3 separate regions of the Sus scrofa genome follow, and all the other regions are linked to region 3. Evidence: chromatin contacts called from public Hi-C data. All regions are on one chromosome and are shown on one strand. The core of a region is the stretch at or near the end of the contact, and the rest is flanking DNA. Distances in the headings are between cores, read along the strand shown. Region 1 has its middle 300 kb from the start of BCOR. Region 2 has its middle 330 kb from the start of BCOR. Region 3 holds the start of BCOR (BCL-6 corepressor).

Evidence for each region. Hi-C and Micro-C count contacts between places; a contact is called where the count stands out from the background.
Region 1: a contact with region 3 is called in a Hi-C map of epiblast stem cells, with 5 times the contacts expected there. The contact joins the enhancer-like site here to the promoter of BCOR in region 3. A contact is called at or near these places in 2 of 5 promoter capture datasets (fetal liver and liver), 3 of 47 Hi-C or Micro-C datasets (embryonic fibroblasts, epiblast stem cells and mesenchymal stem cells) and 1 of 2 datasets of contacts at active chromatin or transcription factors (skeletal muscle).
Region 2: a contact with region 3 is called in a Hi-C map of epiblast stem cells, with 2.1 times the contacts expected there. The contact joins the enhancer-like site here to the promoter of BCOR in region 3. A contact is called at or near these places in 2 of 5 promoter capture datasets (fetal liver and liver), 13 of 47 Hi-C or Micro-C datasets (alveolar macrophages, brain, embryonic fibroblasts and 8 more) and 1 of 2 datasets of contacts at active chromatin or transcription factors (skeletal muscle).

Annotation. Positions count from the first base shown.
Region 1 is chrX:35,586,038-35,588,737 of Sscrofa11.1, reverse strand. No RefSeq gene overlaps it. Among named protein-coding and RNA genes, the nearest start is that of BCOR, 300 kb to the left of the region's middle. Within about 2 kb of position 1,252, at least 5 of the 83 cell types and tissues checked have an H3K27ac peak or open chromatin away from gene starts, as enhancers often do. A contact at or near this core is called in epiblast stem cells and skeletal muscle, where this site is marked.
Region 2 is chrX:35,563,823-35,566,522 of Sscrofa11.1, reverse strand. No RefSeq gene overlaps it. Among named protein-coding and RNA genes, the nearest start is that of BCOR, 330 kb to the left of the region's middle. Within about 2 kb of position 1,397, at least 24 of the 83 cell types and tissues checked have an H3K27ac peak or open chromatin away from gene starts, as enhancers often do. A contact at or near this core is called in epiblast stem cells, retroperitoneal adipose tissue and subcutaneous adipose tissue, where this site is marked.
Region 3 is chrX:35,889,694-35,892,393 of Sscrofa11.1, reverse strand. BCOR (BCL-6 corepressor) reads left to right here and starts at 1,381. Exons shown (of 14, transcript XM_021079595.1): 1 at 1,381-1,565. LOC106506945 reads right to left here. Exons shown (of 4, transcript XM_021079602.1): 1 at 1,594-2,700; 2 at 97-321.

The sequences.
Region 1 (2,700 bases), core at 3-2,502, 300 kb after region 3:
TCGGGGTTTATTTCACAGTCAGAAGTTCTTATGATGGAAGGGGCTCCCGCTGGCTTCTCCCAGACACATGACTGAATTAATGAATGAATGAATTCAACTTACCAGAGCAGATTTAAACTGCTTACTGAAACAAAATCTCATCATTTTTCTTCCTTCCGTTTTCTTTCAAAAGATAAATACGAGCCTCATATGGATGCTGTAAGAGTCATTAATCCTTGATAACCGACTGTTTTATCTTTTGATTAAAAAAAGGCAGGCTGACTGACAGTGAGCTTACAACAGCAGGCTCATTAACAAGCCGGGTTCAGATGTGGCCTGGCAAATAAACACCCCGCATTCCATTAACCAGGCAGCACCCAGGAGCTAAGGCCTCCGTGCTCCAGGCTTAAAATGCCAGGGACAGGTAAACCGGCTTTGTCTTGCTGAACCAGCAGAAAGCGCTCAAGTTTTTTTTTTTTTTTTCTTTTTCTTTTTCAAAATGAGCGCTTTCTGCGATACTACCTGGTTGTCAAATTTTAATGGGCGCTTGTTAACAGGGACTCTGAAATATTGTGGATGTATTTGACGGTCAGCAGCTTTCTGGGGGCCCGCAGTAGGGGCTGAGCCCAGTGTATTTTAATGGGTGCCTCGCAAGCCCCGGGCGAGGGCTGCTTAAGGTGGTCCTTGGAGGTGTCCAGCCGCAGGGAGATTCGGGGCCTCCGGAGCCCAGGGTGGAAGATTGCTAGGCTCCAGGAGGGTGTGGGAGTGAGGATCCCGCAGGCTGAATTTCCTTAATATGCTAAACCCAGGTCCGGGGTGGGGGTGGGGGGTTAGCCCATCGGGCCCTCAGAGCCGCCACCGTTTACAACGCATCTCTTTTAAAGACAGATGAGGGTGCGGGTGGGAGATGGCTTTTCCCTCCCTTCCTCCCCTCTTCTTCCTCTCCCTCCTCCCTTTCCTGTTCTCCCCTCCGTTTCCTCTTCTTCCCCTGCTTCTTCCTCTGCCCCGTCCCCCCTCCTCCCCTCCCTCCCCCCTCCTCCCCTCCCCTCCCCCTCCTCCCCATCTCTCCTCCTTCTCACTCCCTCTCCCCCTCTCCTCCTCCCCTTCCTCTCCCCCCTCCTCCCCCTTCCCCCTCCTCTTTTTCCTCCCCTCCCCTTCCTCGCTTCAGCTTCTCTTCCCTCCCCCTCCTCCCAGTCTCCTCTCCCCTGCCTCCTCCTCCTCTTCCTCCTCGCCTCCTCCCGGCTTTCTCTCTCTCCTCCCCCTCTTTTCAGTCCAAGTCTCAGGGTGTCCACATGTCCCCTGTTGCTAGTGAAATGCCACTTCTCCAGCAGACTCCAGCTTGCCTGCCCGCTCCTCCCTCAGCCCCCCACCCCACCCCCACAAGCTAAGTTTGCTCGCCTGGTGGTCCGGGAAGCGAGATGGCTTCTTGGCACTTTGATCTGTGGCTGGGTCATAACACTGGGACTTAAGGGCTTCAGGGAAGGGAGGTTTAACTACCAGGGAGGAGGCAGCACAGCCCGCTGAGGGTGCAGCTGGCCCTGGGTCCCAGCTCAGAACACCAGATGCCGGGTCGTTCAGAGCAGGGGTCTTTCCCTGGTTAGTGAGAATCACTGTTTTCAAAGAAGGCCTCAAAATCAAGTTCTTGCAGGGAGCCTGGGCCTGGCAGAGTGTGTATGTGGTGTGTGTGCGTGTGGTGTGTGTGCGTGCATGCGTGCAGGGAGTGGTGTGTGTGCGAGTGCACTCACGTGTGCGCCCACCACGCTCTCGCGTCCCTGGAGACAAGGAATGAAATGAAATGCGGTGGTGGGGGAGGAAGGCGACGCTCTGCCTAGAACCGCTGGGCACCATCGTGCGTTCAGAAGAGGCAAGAGTGCTTTGCCAGTGGAAAGCTTATTTTGCCCAGCAGGACCAAAAATCCAATTAAAGAAAGAATGAGGGAAATGTGAAGTCTGGACGGAGCGCTGGCACCTCCCTGGCCGACTTCCTTGGCAGGGATCTCTGCGGAGGGGAAGGCCAATGATGGCTCTGGGGATGGCCGACCAGAGAGGCTCCCACGCGCCATAGCCAAACACAGGGGCAGCTGCCAGCGGCCGGCCCCGCCTGTCCCCACTGCCCAGCGCCACGGCCTCCCGAGAAGACCCGCCGGTGGTCCTCGGTGGCGTGGGGAGCTGGGCCGCCTGGCAGCAGTGGGAGCGCCACCCCAGCCCCGGCGGCTCTCGGGCCATTGGAGCCACCCACCCGCCCGCGCCTATTGACATCGGTGAGAATCACACAGGCAGATTAAAGGCAGCATATGGCCCCCCAACTGGAAGCCAGCGGAGCTGAACCAACACTGGCAAATTGTGTTCAAACCGCATTGAGAATCCTGGCAGCTGCACCTGGCATGGGGAGCAGCCGGCGACCTGCATACAAAGGGAGTTTTATACGCAGGGGGCGGTGGCGGCAGCGGCATTGCCACCCCCTCCCTCCCGCAGCCCACTCTCTCCTCCCCCTCCATCCGGATCTGGGCATCAGCTCTGGGAGGCGGAGAGTTATTTGTCCAGGTTTCTGAACCTGGAGAAGGGAGGCCGGGAGAGGAGCTCCTATTTAGCGCTTCAAAGCCAGGGTGATGGATCAGGGCCCTCTACTGCCCCCCACCCTGTACCTACGTGCCCCTCCCCAATTTAACAATGGCTGAGTCCCCTGGCCGTGAGAAAGCATGGAGCCCACAGGGGACAGCAG
Region 2 (2,700 bases), core at 148-2,647, 330 kb after region 3:
TTGTGACTTGTATTTATTCTTCCAGTTGCTTCTGGGTCCAGTCGGACTCATCTCTGCCCAGGGCCCCTGCTGCCAAAAAGGCAGGCTCTACCCACCAGCTTGCCTGGTTGCTCTTGGAAAGTCAGTCCCCAGGCCAGACTGTACTTTGAGACCCAGAACTCTCGGTGAATGGCCACTCTGAGCCTGAATCTGAGAGCAGCGAGCCAACCCTGCAAATCTGTACGTTGAATCACAGGCTCCCCAGACTGGCTTCTGCCTGATGCCAGGAGGAGCCAGGAGGCTGGGCAGCCCTGCTCTTTAGAGACTCGGACTAAAATGAGATTGAGAGGAAGGGAATCAAGGAGGAAAAGCCTCATTGGAAAACAAAAGACTCGCTAGACTCTCCGATGGCTCCAGGAAAGCCAGTCACCCGCCGCCCAAAGACAGATGAAGTGGAGGGCTGGGTTTTTTTTTTTTTAGGGAGGGGGTGTGGGCAGAGGTCACTAGCTCGGAAAATGTGTTATATTTGACATAAGGAGGGTGGTAATTTGAGGCTGGAATGCACACGCTGGTCTGGGAGATGCAGTCCCCAGGTGCTGATCACTGGGGAGAAAGGACAGGCCAGCTAGAGTGGCAGAGAGAGATGCGTTGCTGAGGTCTTGTGTCCTGCTAGCCATTCACATACCACCTCTGTCCATGCCCGGACCTTTCTAAAGCGGATACATCCGTGAACTCTCACCTCTGCCAGCCCCGGATGCTCTGCAGACTCCTGAGACTGAGGCCAGGCCAGCACCCAGTGTCCCAGGTTGTAGAGCTTCTGGGACAGCCAGTGCCATGCTGGCAGGCTCTTTATTTTTTATTCTCTTTTATTTTTTTCCTCCCTGGAGCCACACTTTACTCGGTGGCGCTGGACTGCAGCCCCATGGCCAAGGGTTTTGGTCATAAGAGGGTCAAGGGATATTTCCAAAACCTCTTCGGTTCCTAGGAAACCGGCCTGGAGTGCGCATCCTTCAGAAGGGCCAGCAGGCTTATCCGCTGCCAGGGGACCTCTGGACACGGCAGTTCTACTCATTCTGGGGTGAAAAGGCTGGGAGGGGGGAGAAGCTCCGAGAGGGCCGGTTCCTCCCGAGGTCCGAGTTCACTCTGGCCCGTCCCCCAACCCTCGGGCACAGATGGAAGGATGCGAGGGGGCCGCCCGCCAAGCCCGCGGAGAGCTGGGCGAGCCGGCTGGGACTGCGGCGCTAGTGCCGAGCGCATCGTCGCCCGGGGCCCTCTGGGTCAAAGGCCCGCTCCTCCAAGCCGCTCTCCACTCCGCATCCACTTCTCCACGCTTTTCTGGGCCTCCGCATGGACCGTGTCCTCAGCCTCAAACACCCTTATCTAACTCCCGCCCTTCCTTTCGCTTTCAGCTTAAGCTCCAGGAAGTACGGGCAACCCCCACAGTAAACAAAGCCAAACGTTTTCTTTATCTGGAGCCTTTACTATGCTAATGTACATTGTGAACCTTCCGGAGGGGGTGGGGAGCGCCAATCTTTTCAGGAGTGTTTGGCCACAAAAGGCCTTCGCCCACCCCCTCATATCTATTAACCCTCTCCCTGAGCCGGGGGCGGGGGTGGGGGTTGGGGGTGGGGGAGAGGAAGAGATGGGGAAGGGTCCCTGAGAGAAGCTGGGGCCAGGGAGGGCCCTGGGTTTTGCTCCAGAAACCTCCTTTTCCCCTTGCGACCCCGTCCTGTGGTCTGAACGTTATTAAATAAATCAGATTTATTAGCATCAAGGTAAAATCCACACCCGTGCAGAGGCTTAATGGTAGGCATATGTGTAGCTAAGACACGTTTATACGTTGAGCATGGGTCAAGTGCATGGTCTCGGACAGTTCTTTTGGTACAGCTCAGCCAGGCCGTGACCAGCCTGTCTTTTGTTCTGCCGGGCCAGGCCTTGAGCAGGCGAGTGGCCCCTGACACGTCGTTTCGGGGCTGGCAGACTGATGAGGGCAGCCCCGTACTGGGTGGGCAGATCCTTTTCCCCCCAGATCTGCTGTCCTAGGAGGATGTGGATCCCAGGAGGCTGATCCTTGTGGATCAGATCAGTTGGGTGGCCTTGGCCACTGGCCCCCGGTTGGGTTAGGGTTTGGCCAACAGGTAAGCTGGCTGGTGGGAAGGCTCAAGAGGTAGGATTATTTATTCCCCTGGCTGGACTGCAGTTGGGTGGGGGCGGTCCACAGCAGCCTTCGCCTATAGCTCTCTCCTGTGCTGCTAACAGCCCCTACCCCTTGTCCCCTCAGCCCAGGGCCTGGTAGCAACCTCCCACTGTTGCTAGTCCCAGGGCACTTCCATATCCTTTGTAGTTTCTGTAATATGCCCACACATCTGGAAACAGCCCCTTCGCTAAACTCTTTCTGAATAACCCTCTGTTGAGTGTCCCATCGGTACCTACTGGGGCCCTTGACTCGGGCAGACAGCGTGAGCGGTGCTGTGGGCTGTCCCAAAGTCATCTCACCAATCAGCGTGAGCGGTGCTGTGGGCGGCCCAAAGTCATCTCACCAATCACAGACAAGATAGCTATAGGTCTCCATTGGTCAATTTGAATATGCAAATACTGGGTATTACTTCCTCCGTGGGTAAGCTTCGTATAGCAGTCTAGGGCCTGGCCAGGGACTCCTTGGCTCACCCCTGCCTGTGGGGTTTAGCACTGAATTGGCTTATCTGTGCAGGCTCCCCTTTG
Region 3 (2,700 bases), core at 132-2,631:
TGACACAGAAGGGACAACTGGTTTGGTTTAGAAAACGGGGTGGCGGGGTGGGGAAGAGATAACGATACGGTATACAAGTGCATTCTATTGGATTACCTGCATATATGAATTTTTTAAAATCGCACCCTCTCTCGGGCCACCGGAAGGAGCAGGACAGGTAGCGGCTCTCCAGATGGCAAAGGCAGTCCCCCTGCCCAGCATCTCAGAATCGTGGGTTAAGGTAGATAATGCCTTCCAAGAGATGTCACCACGCAGCTGGTGAGGGCTGGGACTCCGGAGTGAGCCGCACAGATGCACCGATCACAGTGTTCCTTACGTGGTCTGTAAGTTAAAAAATAGCCACTGAGCTGGAAGTCACGCTCCCCGCCCCCACGCCGCCACCACCACCGCCGCCACCGCCGCCGCCACCACCACCACCGGCAGCCTGTGGAAGGGAAGCTACTGAACCTTGTTTGGTGGGTGTACACTCCTTTCCTGTTATATGTTCAGAATCATTTCAAATGCAGTTCCAGGCTGCCTGACCCCGAGCAGAAGCCTACAGAGAAGGAACAGGTGTGTGTGTGGGGGGGGAAATGGCTGAGACCAAGTAAAAGCTGCTTTGGCTATGTGCCCCAGCAAGTTCAAATGCTGCCGGGCTGATTGGCTGGGGGGTAGGGGTGGGAGGTTAATATATTTTTGAATAAGAGTTTCCTGTTATCTGCAAACAGTCAAAAAACAGCTAGAGAATTTATTAAGGTGTAACAGTCCTCTTAGAAGGAACAGTGCTCGGGGCTGTTTTCTCTAAAACCACTTACCGTCAGTGATTCCGTCTATCGTTTATTCAGATACTCACTTCACCAATAGTTATTAGGTGCCTACTATGTGCCAGTCACCATGCAACATGGAAAATATATAGCCTGGAAGCAAACACTACGTTTTGTAGCTGGGCCTGTACTTTTTACTCCAAGGTGAGAACTAGCATAATGTTTAAACCGCCCGGGGCTCTGGGAGACCCAGGTTCATATTCCAAGTCACTTACTAGCTGGAGTACTCTCACAGAGTCATTTAACTGAGCTTTCTCGATGCCTCAGTTTCCTGATCTGTAAAGCAGGAGGGCTTGTAAAGTACTCAGCACAGCGCCGAAGTGGGAGCTACTATTACTGTTTAGCACAATCCCCCCACCTCACCCGAGCTCTGATCCACTGCTTAGAGTATTTCCGAGGCCAGCCAGACCCGAGGCTGGCTAGACCCTCTGCCGCTAGGCTGTGGCCCTGGAAATCAGGTCAGGCGCTAGTCAAGGCGGCGTGTGTGTGTGTGTGTGTGTGTGTGTGTGTGTGTGTGTGTGTGTGTTGGGGTGGGGGGGGCTTTCTTCGCGCGCGGCTTTCCCCAGGGCCTCCGGATAGTCTAAAAACTCACTTCGGAGGAGAGGAAGGAGCGTGAAGTGGCTCTTTCGATCTGAGACATCCCCTCCCGGATAAATCCCTCCCTCCCCCCAGCCCAGCGCGGAGTGAAATCTTAGAAGCTGCCGCTGCAAGGTTTGAACGGAATGCCGGAGTCGGTGGAAGCCAGAGCTGGTCGGCCCGAAGGTCAGCGAGTTGTTTTGAGTTCTCGTACCCGGAAGGGGGGGAGGCAGGGAGGAGAGGACGCCGGGGCCCGAGAGACCCCGCGTCAGAGCAGAAATTGTTTGTGCTCCGGAACAGGCAGCTCAGCGGAAGCCGCGACGGGGGCGGGTCACGTGCGGCGGTGGCGGCGCAGCTGGCGGGGGAGCCGGGCTGGGACAAGGGCCGGGCCGGGCGGGGGTGGCACGGGGCGGCGGCTTTCGCAGCCGAGGGTGGAACCGGCGTACTCCGGGCGCTGAGAGCGAGTGGCGCCCGAGCCCGGGGCGAGGAAGGCGCGCGAGTTATGGAGGGGCTGGGGTGGGAGCCGGCGTGCTCGGAGCTCCGCGTGGTGCGGCGCGGGCGGGACGAGGGATTCCTGGGGGGTGGCGGGGGGTACAGAAGCGGGCCCCCCAGACAGGAGTGGCGATAGCGGGACCGACGCGGAGACCGCGCGGGCGTCTGAACCTCAAGAATGGAGGCGCCGCTCCTGTAGTCGCCGGCCTTGTTTTCTTCTTGCACGCAAATCCCGGAACGACCGGAACCGCCATCCCTGCCTGCGTCCCAGGGGTGCCTCATTACGCGTGGGGGAGGCTGCATCCCGCAGGGCGACTCCGGGCGGGGAGGGCTGCCGAGGCGGCTCCGCGGAGGCTGCGGGCTGGAGTCGTAGGGCACACGACCCACGCGCCTCCCCCCCCCCCGGAAGAGCGGGCGAGAGAAGGCGCGGGCCGTCTCTGGGGGCCTCCCCGGACTGTAGGAGCCGTGCAGGAGCCGCAGAGCGGGAGAGGGTGCTGAAGAGAGACCATCGGCCCCACCTTGAAGACAGGGATGGCCTCGTGGCCGGGGATGAGGAGTCTCACGCTTCCCCAAAGTGGCGAGCGCTACTCCAGCGTGGGAGGGAAAGGACACAAACTTGGCCATTCGCCGGAGCCCTTGAGAATGCCTGACTTCGGTACCCCTCCTCCCCAGAGGGGCCCGAAGAAGTGTCCTCCTCTGCTCCATAGTCCACGAGGTTCAAGTCCGAGGCCTGGAAAAGTGGAGAGTGTGGCCAGGCCTTGGACGGGAAACCCTCCCACGCTCCTCTCCGACGCCACGCGGGAAAGGCGCGGAGCCGTGGCCCCGCAAA